Regions from separate parts of the Mus musculus genome. Here region 1 is linked to region 2. Evidence: chromatin contacts called from public Hi-C data. All regions are on one chromosome and are shown on one strand. The core of a region is the stretch at or near the end of the contact, and the rest is flanking DNA. Distances in the headings are between cores, read along the strand shown.

Evidence for each region. Hi-C and Micro-C count contacts between places; a contact is called where the count stands out from the background.
Region 1: a contact with region 2 is called in a Hi-C map of the N1E-115 cell line, with 2.4 times the contacts expected there. The contact joins two enhancer-like sites. A contact is called at or near these places in 1 of 39 promoter capture datasets (liver) and 3 of 484 Hi-C or Micro-C datasets (the N1E-115 cell line, double positive thymocytes and erythroblasts).

Annotation. Positions count from the first base shown.
Region 1 is chr4:9,441,131-9,446,017 of GRCm38.p6, forward strand. All of the region lies in intron 5 of Clvs1 (clavesin 1), which reads left to right. Among named protein-coding and RNA genes, the nearest start is that of Gm11816, 160 kb to the left of the region's middle. Within about 2 kb of position 3,466, at least 67 of the 459 cell types and tissues checked have an H3K27ac peak or open chromatin away from gene starts, as enhancers often do. A contact at or near this core is called in the N1E-115 cell line, where this site is marked.
Region 2 is chr4:9,369,444-9,374,295 of GRCm38.p6, forward strand. The region is part of intron 3 of Clvs1 (clavesin 1); the gene reads left to right. Among named protein-coding and RNA genes, the nearest start is that of Gm11816, 84 kb to the left of the region's middle. Within about 2 kb of position 2,953, at least 11 of the 459 cell types and tissues checked have an H3K27ac peak or open chromatin away from gene starts, as enhancers often do. A contact at or near this core is called in the N1E-115 cell line, where this site is marked.

The sequences.
Region 1 (4,887 bases), core at 2,216-4,715, 72 kb after region 2:
AAGCCAAAAAAGTCTTGTCATGAAAGCTGCAGTGTGTCGGTTGTCTCCCTCAGTATATACCCTTTTGCCAAAACAGCTTTTCTTGCCAGTGTTCATTTCGATGACTCATTGGTTTGATTTGAGGCCTCTGGCTTCAGCTACACTATCGATACTGGATCCTCATGGGGACTCCTCTTGGATATCCTGCTGTTTCCCTGTGTCATGGAGGTCCTGCAGCTTTGGATCTTCTGAACCAGCCCCTTCACAGGCTCCAGCAGTTCATAGGTGGGGCACACAGTGGGGTGGGCCTACTCAAAGCCCTGAATCTGGGACTGAGTTAGCTGAGTTGGTCTGCCCACCAGCTCTCCCGAATCCAGGCCACAGGGCTAGCTCTCTGTGATTTGAGCTACGAATACACTTTGTTTTCCTCTTTCTTTATTTGTATTTCCCAGTCTGGTCACTTTCTTTCTCTACTTAACTGCATAGAGTCTCTGTTTCTTCAGCTACAAAATTTGTGTAATATTTTGCATGGCCTTGCCTGTTGCTGCTAAGGTCAAAGGACAGTGGGTGACAAGGTGAGCTGAAGAGCACTGTAGAAGAATGGTATGAGGTATAGTGATGCCTTCCCAGCATCACACACAAGGACTTCCAGAGAAACAGGGAAGGATCAGGCCTCCAGAAAGATGTTTTTAGTTCCTGGTCAGAAATCAGGTTTCTAGTGGCCATCTTTCTCTTCTTTAAATGCATTTATATATAAAGCCAATCTAGATTTTTTTTGTACCTTTCATATCTTGCACTCAGTATTTGGCAGGACATGGTTGGTATAGAACAGATAAAGTAAGACACACACACACAAAGGTATAGAACAGATACGGTAAGCCACACATACACACCTACAGGTATAGGATAAATAAGGCAACACAGAGAGAGAGAGAGAGAGAGAGAGAGAGAGAGAGAGAGAGAGAGAGAGAGAGAGAGAGAGAGAGAGGAGAGAGAGAGAGGGGGGAGAGAGAGAGAGTGAGAGAGAGAGAGAGAGAGAGAAAGAGAAGAGAAGAGAAGAGAAGAGAAGAGAAGAGAAGAGAAGAGAAGAGAAGAGAAGAGAAGAGAAGAGAAGAGTAGTGACAGCATCCTACCTGTTTCTCTCCTTCTCTCCCTGTCTGCAAAGGAGCCTTGTTCCCACAGGACCCTCAGTTTTGTTCAGCACCCTTTCCCAGCCAGAGCCTGCCCTCTGGCCTGGGTAGCAATTCTGTCTGTATTGGTCTTATCAGTGTTGATGCCTCCTCTGTCCCTTCTCATCGAAACTGTCACCTATGTACCTCCAGTCTCTCTCTCTCTTTCTTTTTAGTCTTCTCTGACTACCAGCCTCTGCCTTTATCTAAGAGTTCCTCCCCACCACCCATGGCATGCTCAGCCTCACCTCTCATGTAGTGTCAGGACTGCAGACCTCTGGTTCACAGTGATTTCTCAGTCCTCACATCTGCATTACACTGTCACATCCCCGAAGGCAGTCCTCCAGCCTCCTTGTCTCAACAAGCCATCACTGAATTGCTGTGTATTTATGGAGTTTACTACATTTCAAGTCACACTGCTATAGTTTGAACACTCTCCAAGGGCAGAGAATGCATGGCTCCCCACTATTAGGTGACCTCTCACATGATCTTAGCGTAGAAGGGGTTCTCGGGGTACCTTCATGAAGGGCAGGTGGGGGAGTAGAACAGAGATGGGAGAAAACAGCAAAGGAAGAGAACAGCAAAGGAAGGGACTGCATGAGAGTAAAGGCTGTTGTAGATACTCTACGAAGTGAGGAACAAAACACTGCTCAGAGTCTGCAGTGGAGTGGACCGTAACATAGCCTTTGTAATCAGTATTTGATTAGGATTTGAAATCATCTCTAAGATGTCATATGATTCCTCCTAGGTTCTGAAATTCCGTTAACAGCTTACATTTACAGCACCTATTTTGTTTTTAGAACAATCATTCATCTGTTCATTAAAATTTCTACTAAGTGCCAGCTCACAGAACAGGATAAAGGGCCATTAAGGGAATGGGACGTGGGTCCCAATCCTATGAGCTCAGAATAGCTGTGTGCCTGAGTAGCTATCAACCTGTGAGTTAGGTTTCCTCTGCCTGAGACGAACAGCAATTAGTTTCCTTATTACTAGGCTGTGTAGATTAAATGAAGGGTAAATATTAGAATTGGATGCTAAAGGCTGCCCTATAAGCAGCTTCAAGATGCTCCTGAACGTACAGAAATCTGTGGCCTGTGTAGAAGACAGAGTTGCTGGACAAGTCTTGCGGATGTACCAGGAGGTCGCATCAGGGCTCCCAACTCAGTCTCACAGAAAAATGTGCTTTGAAGAGGTTGGTCTTCCACTACCACGTAGGACTCCAAGGTTGTATATGTTGTATGTCCTCTGGCCTCCACATTCCCTATGTACATACACACACACACACACACACACACACACACACACACACAAGGAAAAAATCCATTTCATTTGTTTTTCCTCCACTTAAAGCCTTGATTCAATTTTCCATTGGCCCTGGACAAAGTCCAGCACACTTATTATTATGCCCCATTCGCTGTGTCTGAAGTCTCTGGAATACATACCCAGACATTCTTCTCCTTGTATACTGATCTGCAACTATTTAACTTAAAAGGGGAAAACCAGTAATTGACTGCATGTAAGACATTGCAGTTGTACAGGAAATCCTGTTTGTGTAGCGTTTAACATGATGAACCATGCCCATCACTGCCAGGACGTGGCCGTGGAACCAGCTTGGTCTTCCTAAGCACTGGGCATTTGATGCCATCTCCATCCTCGTTGTTGCCTGGGAAACTGTCCCAACTAAGCAATCTTTCTTGCTGTTTATTTACTTGTTTATATATTTATAAGCAGGGTCTCAGTTGATATGTAGCTGGGGCTGGGCTGAAATGTACTAAATAGTCCAGGCTAGCTCCAAAACCACAGTCTTCCTGCCTCAGCTGCTGAGTGCTGGAATTGTAGCTGTGCACCAGTATGCTAGGCTATACATTTATCAAGACCTCAGGGAGCAAAGTCTTTTGTTTTATTTTCTCCATTCCAAACAAAACGTTATCTCCTTTACCACATTTCAAATCCTTTGGCATTTCATTCTCCACTTTGTCCATCCAGCCATTCACCCTCCACCCGTTTTCCCACTCGTTCTTCAGGTCTATTCACTGGGCTTTCACTTAGCATCTGTTGCTGTCATGGCTGTGTGTCACCACCATGCCAGCCCTGAGTCTACCCGCCACACAGACAGTCGCCCACGCTGCAAGTTACATTCTGATGGATGGATGTGAGTATTCAGAGGCCTGATATTCACACTGAGCTAATAACACCAGACAAGTTCCATCAATGTACTCTCATTTGATTAAAAACCAGAGCTATGAAAGGGCTCTGTTACGCAGAGTACTAGCCATTCTTCTCCAAGCTGTCCCAGGGGTGGAATGAGTCACCAGCATTGATTGTCTCAGCTGTTGGCAGCCTCCACCATACCTCTGCCTCTTCAGAACATCACATCCCGGTCCTGCTGTGGTGACGTCACCGGGCTCACACCACTGATTCTGGAGGGAGGGAAAGGAGTGTGGACGGAGAGGCTGACTCCTGGCTCTCTGTGCTGGTCTAGTCCTACAGAAACCTGACTACTCAGAGGAGGCAGTGTGAACGCCTGCAGTCATTTTCTGCACTGTTATTTTAAGTTCTGATTTGATAGCTGATAAGAATGTCCACAAATATCTATGTGCTCAAAATCTACATGTCTTGTGCTTCTGTGGACCACCTCCCACATCTGAGCTCGCTTTCAAAGTGTGTTAGCAAAAGCACTATAAACGCTCAATGCTCACACCTCGGCGCTCACAAACCTACACCCCCACCCCCCGAATGTTGAATGACTGCAGAGATGAGGCTCTTTCAAACACAGAAATCCCTCTAGGCCTCACTTCTGCAGCATCTGCTATTCCCCATAATATAGGCATTATTTTTATCTCCAATTTACAAAGGAGAAGGCAGCGTTAACCTGAGGACATAAAGTTCGTGTTGGCATTCTAATCTAGCGGGGAGCCCCTTGGGGGGAACTTCTTCTGTACTTGAGGTTATTGGAGAAAAAAGCCATGAAGATTGCTTAGGATCCTTTAAAAATATGCAGTACGTGCATGTGTGTGTGTACACGTGTGTGTGTGTGTGTGTGTGTGTGTGTGTGTGTGTGTGTGTTGCATATGCACTTTTTTTGTATGGGTGAATGTTTACATGGTGTGCATATACATGTGTGCACATTTGTGTGTGGATCAGAGGATAACTTTAGACCTCATTTCTCAAGTGCTGTTTACCTTGATTGTTTTTTTTTTTTTTTTTTTTTTTTTTTGTTGTTGTTTAAACCGGTTTCTCCCACCGGCTTTGAGTAGACTACGCAGACTGGCAGGAAGTTCCCAAGGCTCTCCCCATCTCTCTTCTCCAACACTAGGATTGCAAGCATGTCTTTGTTTATTTATTTTTTTTAAATGTGAGTTCTGGGACTTCCAGTCTGGTCTTGATGTTTGTGCCTCAAGCACTTTACTGACTGAGCTATTTCCTCAGACCCAAATATATTTTCAGTTTATTCTTGGAGAATTTCAAACATGAATACAATGTGCTTTGGTCAAATCCACCTTCTACCTCCAGCAGAAATTTCTATTCCTGGAGGGAAGTGCTACAAGCCAAGGGGTCAGAGAGTTCTGAGTTCTTCCACAAAACTAACCCTCCTGTTAACTTGGAAAATTAAAATGACTTTTGTGGGGTTCTCCCCGATGAAATGCAGAGATTGATTCTCAAGAAACAAATGGTTAACACCTAACTCAAGGGAGAGCCTAGCCAAACCACCTCTGCAGTACCTTTTGGCCCTGGCATT
Region 2 (4,852 bases), core at 1,703-4,202:
ATTTTAAGCATATTACAGACAATCCCCGGTTTCCAATGTTTTCTTTCTTTCACTCTATAGTGGCACAAAAGCAAAATGCACCATATTCTATTTAGAGAATGATCTAATATAGTCATACATCTGGTTTGAAATGAATGAGTCGATTAAGCACAAGGCAAGCAGAAGCAAAAGAACAAATATCAAGGAGCAGATAGACAACATAATGGAAAACGGAACGTACCAAAACCAGTAGAAATGAGTGGGGAAGCCCTGCTCAGTCATGCTGGAATCCCTGATTGAGACGTTACCCTGCATGGGCTTCCAGCTTTTTGTTTCCACCATAAACATTTTGATACTGTGGGGTAAACAATAACCACCTTTAAATAATGCTCTACATTTTAGCTGTTTTCTAGGGTACAATGTTTTGCTGTTCTCCTTCCTCCTTATTACAGAGCCAGGGGACCAACCTGACCCAGAACAGGGAGTCTTGGAGGACATTTGAAGTAAACATTATTGAATCTGATACAATGAACCCTGTCTCTTGTTCTCAGTAAATTCTCTGTAGGCACAAAGAGCACATAAAAATTTATTGATATAATTTGTATTACAGTTCAGTTGAAACTGTATTTCAAATTAAGCTGTGTTCTAGGCTCAGGCTAAGGATAGGTGGTCTTAACCTCTCTTTTCCTGAAGGCCAGCAGAGTGATCCTGAGGCACAGCCACAGGGCAACCACAAGATTAGGAAACCCAGCCACTGCACAGCAGGCTGTGTTATGGAGCTGTATTCAGTATCTTAGATATGAAAAATGGGTTTTGGACATAAGATACTTTCATCCTATGATCAACCTTTCAGAATATAGGCTATAATTCTGGAGAGTGTCTGTACTCTCTTTTATTCTGGAAAATAGATTTCAAAGGCAGGTGTAAAGAAACTAACCTAGAAACTATTAGTATAATTTAAACTTGAGGGATTTGGGGTTTTTTTGTGGCTGAAACTAGAATATAAACAATAGAAATGCTAGGTGATTTCAGATTCATGTATTTATTAATAATATAATTATAATAACACAATTAGTATATTTAAATATTTAAACTTAAGGTAGCATATAGACTTAAATTTAAGGTTAGCAGAATAGGGCATGTCATGTGGGACAAAGAGGGGTGTTAAAGATGCCTTTAATGTTTTGGAAAAGTCCTCTCCTTAAGAAGACAGGGAAGGATGCAGAAGAATTCAGGTGAAAATGCCTAAGATAGGATCAGAGAGAGAGAAAAGAGAGGGAGAAAAGGAGAGAGAGAGAGAGAGGAGAGAGAGAGAGAAGCCCAACTTTGTATACTGTTCAGGAACTCTCCTTAGAAAAGCCACCGTGGAAGCAATTCTATCATCAAGTACTGAGACAGATGTTAGTGTGGGGGACTGTAAGAAAGGGCCCTATACCCGTGTGGGATTCCTAGAGAAATGAGAAGTGATGTCCCTGGAGAGGAACAGACTGGTAGTGTGGTCTGGAAGGGCTGGAGATGTGAAGTGGGCACTAGACAATAGAGACCTAATAGTAAGAGCATTGCACACCCTTTGATAGGAGCAAGCCAGGAGTTTCCGAGAACAGCAAAGAGCCGGCTGAACATGGACATGTATGAAAATGCTGAGGACACATGGACAGGTAACTTAGGGACAAATCTCACTTATGGGGCTTTAAAGGCCAGGCTCCCTCAAAAGCACCACTCCAGGCCCATTGTCAGAGCTTGCTCCCAAGTCCTCCATGTCTACTGTCTACATTTTTATCTTGGAACCATTCCAGAGTATTATAGGAATATTCACTTTTATCTCAGGCTCTGAGATTCAAATTATTTGAGAACAAAGACTTCACATTTTTCTTGCTTTTTTTTTTTTAAACCACAATGGTTTATTCAGAGAAGCCAAATCAGTGCTTGCTCAAACAGTAACATATTTTACCACGCTGCTCCTTATTCTATCTTACTTCAATGCCTACATAAACATTTTTACTTAAAAATAAAAACGTCTTTATTGAATAGTAACAGGCCCACTATTAACAAGAGCCCACTTTGAGAGAATTAACACACCGAAAAGTTGCAAATATCAGTTTTCTTAAGACAATGACAGAGAACATCAAAGTCCCCAAGGATGTGTTAAGATAGAAACTTTAGAAACTTGACAGTAAGCAAAAGACTAGGTTGTCACGAATTCATAAGAGAGTTAGGTGACTGGTGAGGGTTTTCGTAGACCGGTTTTGACAGGTTTCCGTCACTGAGACAGCACACTGCAGATAGTCGGGTTTAAATGCAGAATGATTTATCTGTGCTCATGGTTTCAGAGGCATGTTTGAGGCATGTGGCAACTTGGTGCACCACACGTAAGAAATTTTTCACCTTACTGAGGATGGGAAACAAATGAAAATACAAGAAGCAACACCCCTCCCAAGGGCATACCCTGGTAAACTAACATCTTTCCATCAGATCCTATCTTATGAAGGCCATCTCCCAATACTGCCACAGGACGGGGACCAAGCCTTTAACACGGGGACTTCTGAGGGTCAACCTAGTACTAGTTGTACATTTATAAGGATGAACATTTTGAAGCACTTCTGCAGGTTGGTGACAAGGACTGGGGCAGTTAGTACTCACCCCATCTGAGACCTGAAACAGAGAGCAAGGCTCAGCATCATCCAAGAGTCTCTGAAATATCCTCCAAGCTGATAGAGCAGGGAAGTCAATCCCAATCTCACCCCTCATCGCCAGAAGAGAGACAGACGTGCCATGGCTAAAGAGCTGTAAGCTTCTACCAACTAAGGATTAGCTACAGGAAATAAATCAAGGGACCTGCTGAACACAGGCAAGGGCAGAGCAGCCGGTGCTTGAATCCCAGGGGACATGCTCCTGGGTGTGTCTGAATGTTCCAAAGAACTCTCTGTGGGCAGTTAATACGCATACGTGCTTATCCTAAAATAAGACCTTATTAGTCATTGCATCTCGCTCTTTAGGAGCTCAGTAGCAGCTCAGTAGTAGCTCCTCTGACTCACAGGCTCATATATGTGTTAGGCAATTTACAAACACTATTACTTGTTTTCTTCTGGAGCACAGGGTCACACCCATCATTTTGAAGAAAATTCATGCTTCAAACTCATGTCTAAATATTTGTAATTTGTCTTTCAGTGATTCTTTTATATAAAGGATGCTCCATATAAAGTAGATGGTCACTCAGCCCACTCTCAGAGACTAACCACACAGAACACAGATTCTAGTACATCCTCAGAAGGTTAATGCTGTGTGTTTGAGGGTCAAGATTAAATAACTTCTCTAACTTTTGCTGTTTCATCAATGATTCCTTCTGGTGAAACTGACACACTTAACTCTGAGGGCATGGCAGTGTGGGGGCAATAATTTCAAGTATACATTGTGACACTCTATATTCCTGTCCTGTCATCGGTGCAAATGACAATGCAGTGAAATAAGCTGAAGATGCTAATATTATTATTAAAAATAACGTTGACTACTTTGTTCTTCTGAAAACATATCAAGGACCTCCAGTGGATGCTGCTTCTCTAAACATCCCTTTTTGTGCCTTGAAATTCTAGCATCAAATCTTTAACAATTTTACGTGCCTGATGATATTAGCTGATGGCAATGTAAACATGCTCCACTAGAGTCTACAGAGCTAGTTTTTCTGACTGGCCTGCTTAAGGATTCAGGCAGCGTTTAGAGGCTGATTATGGGATTGGATCCCTGGGTATGGCAGTCTCTAGATCATCCATCCTTTCGTCTCAGCTCCAAACTTTGTCTCTGTAACTCCTTCCATGGTGTTTTGTTCCCAATTCTAAGAAGGGGCAAAGTGTCCACACTTTGGTCTTCGTTCCCCTTGAGTTTCATGTGTTTTACAAATTGTATCTTATATCTTGGGTATTCTAAGTTTCTGGGCTAATATCCACTTATCAGTGAGAGCATATCATATGAGTTCTTTTGTGATTGGGTTACCTCACTCAGGATGATGCCCTCCAGGTCCATCCATTTGCCTAGGAATTTCATAAATTCATTCTTTTTAATAGGTGAGTAGTATTCCATTGTGTAAATGTACCACGTTTTCTGTATCTATTCCTCTGTTGAGGGGCATCTGGGTTCTACAGAGGAACGCCAGGGCCAAGAAGAGGGAGTGGGGGGGAGGAGAATAGGGGGGTGTGGGGTGACTTTTGGGATAGCATTGGAAATGTAAATGAAGAAAATACCTAATTTAAAAAAAAGAAAAGAAAAAAGAATTCAGGCAGCAATCATTCACAATTCTGTCTTGTTACAGATAGAGATAGTAATTTATTTTTAATTTTCTGTGCTTCTCCCAACTCAGATATCTCTACTATTTGGTGGATTGTTGATGTAAAATCCACACCAACTTCTTATACCTGTCCCAACAGATTTGTGAATTTAGAAAAGAGAGTCAAGAACATGTGTTCCAAGAAAAATTTTCTATTCTAGTGACTTACTACACAGACATCAGCCTTCAGCAAGGCTGCAATTCCATCTATTTTAACATGTGATTTTATCCACCTTTTCAATGTGACAAAATTCTACCACAACTATACTTAGTTTGTAATCACAGAAATGGAAAGAAATAGAAGACAGTGTCTTGTTAATTCATATGATTACAGGAAGATTGACATAAAAAAATCCCTCAAGCCAAATTTAATACCAAAACACTCTAAGAATGATAAGATTCTGTAGTCTTAAGGATTTCATACTACAGTGAATGGCATTATGATTAGTGTTAAACTTAATAAAAATAAGATTTACATTGGTCTCATATCAAAGGTGCCTAGTCACCAAGAGATGGCTTCAGGATGCAGACAGCAGGAAGCAGAATAGTCACATG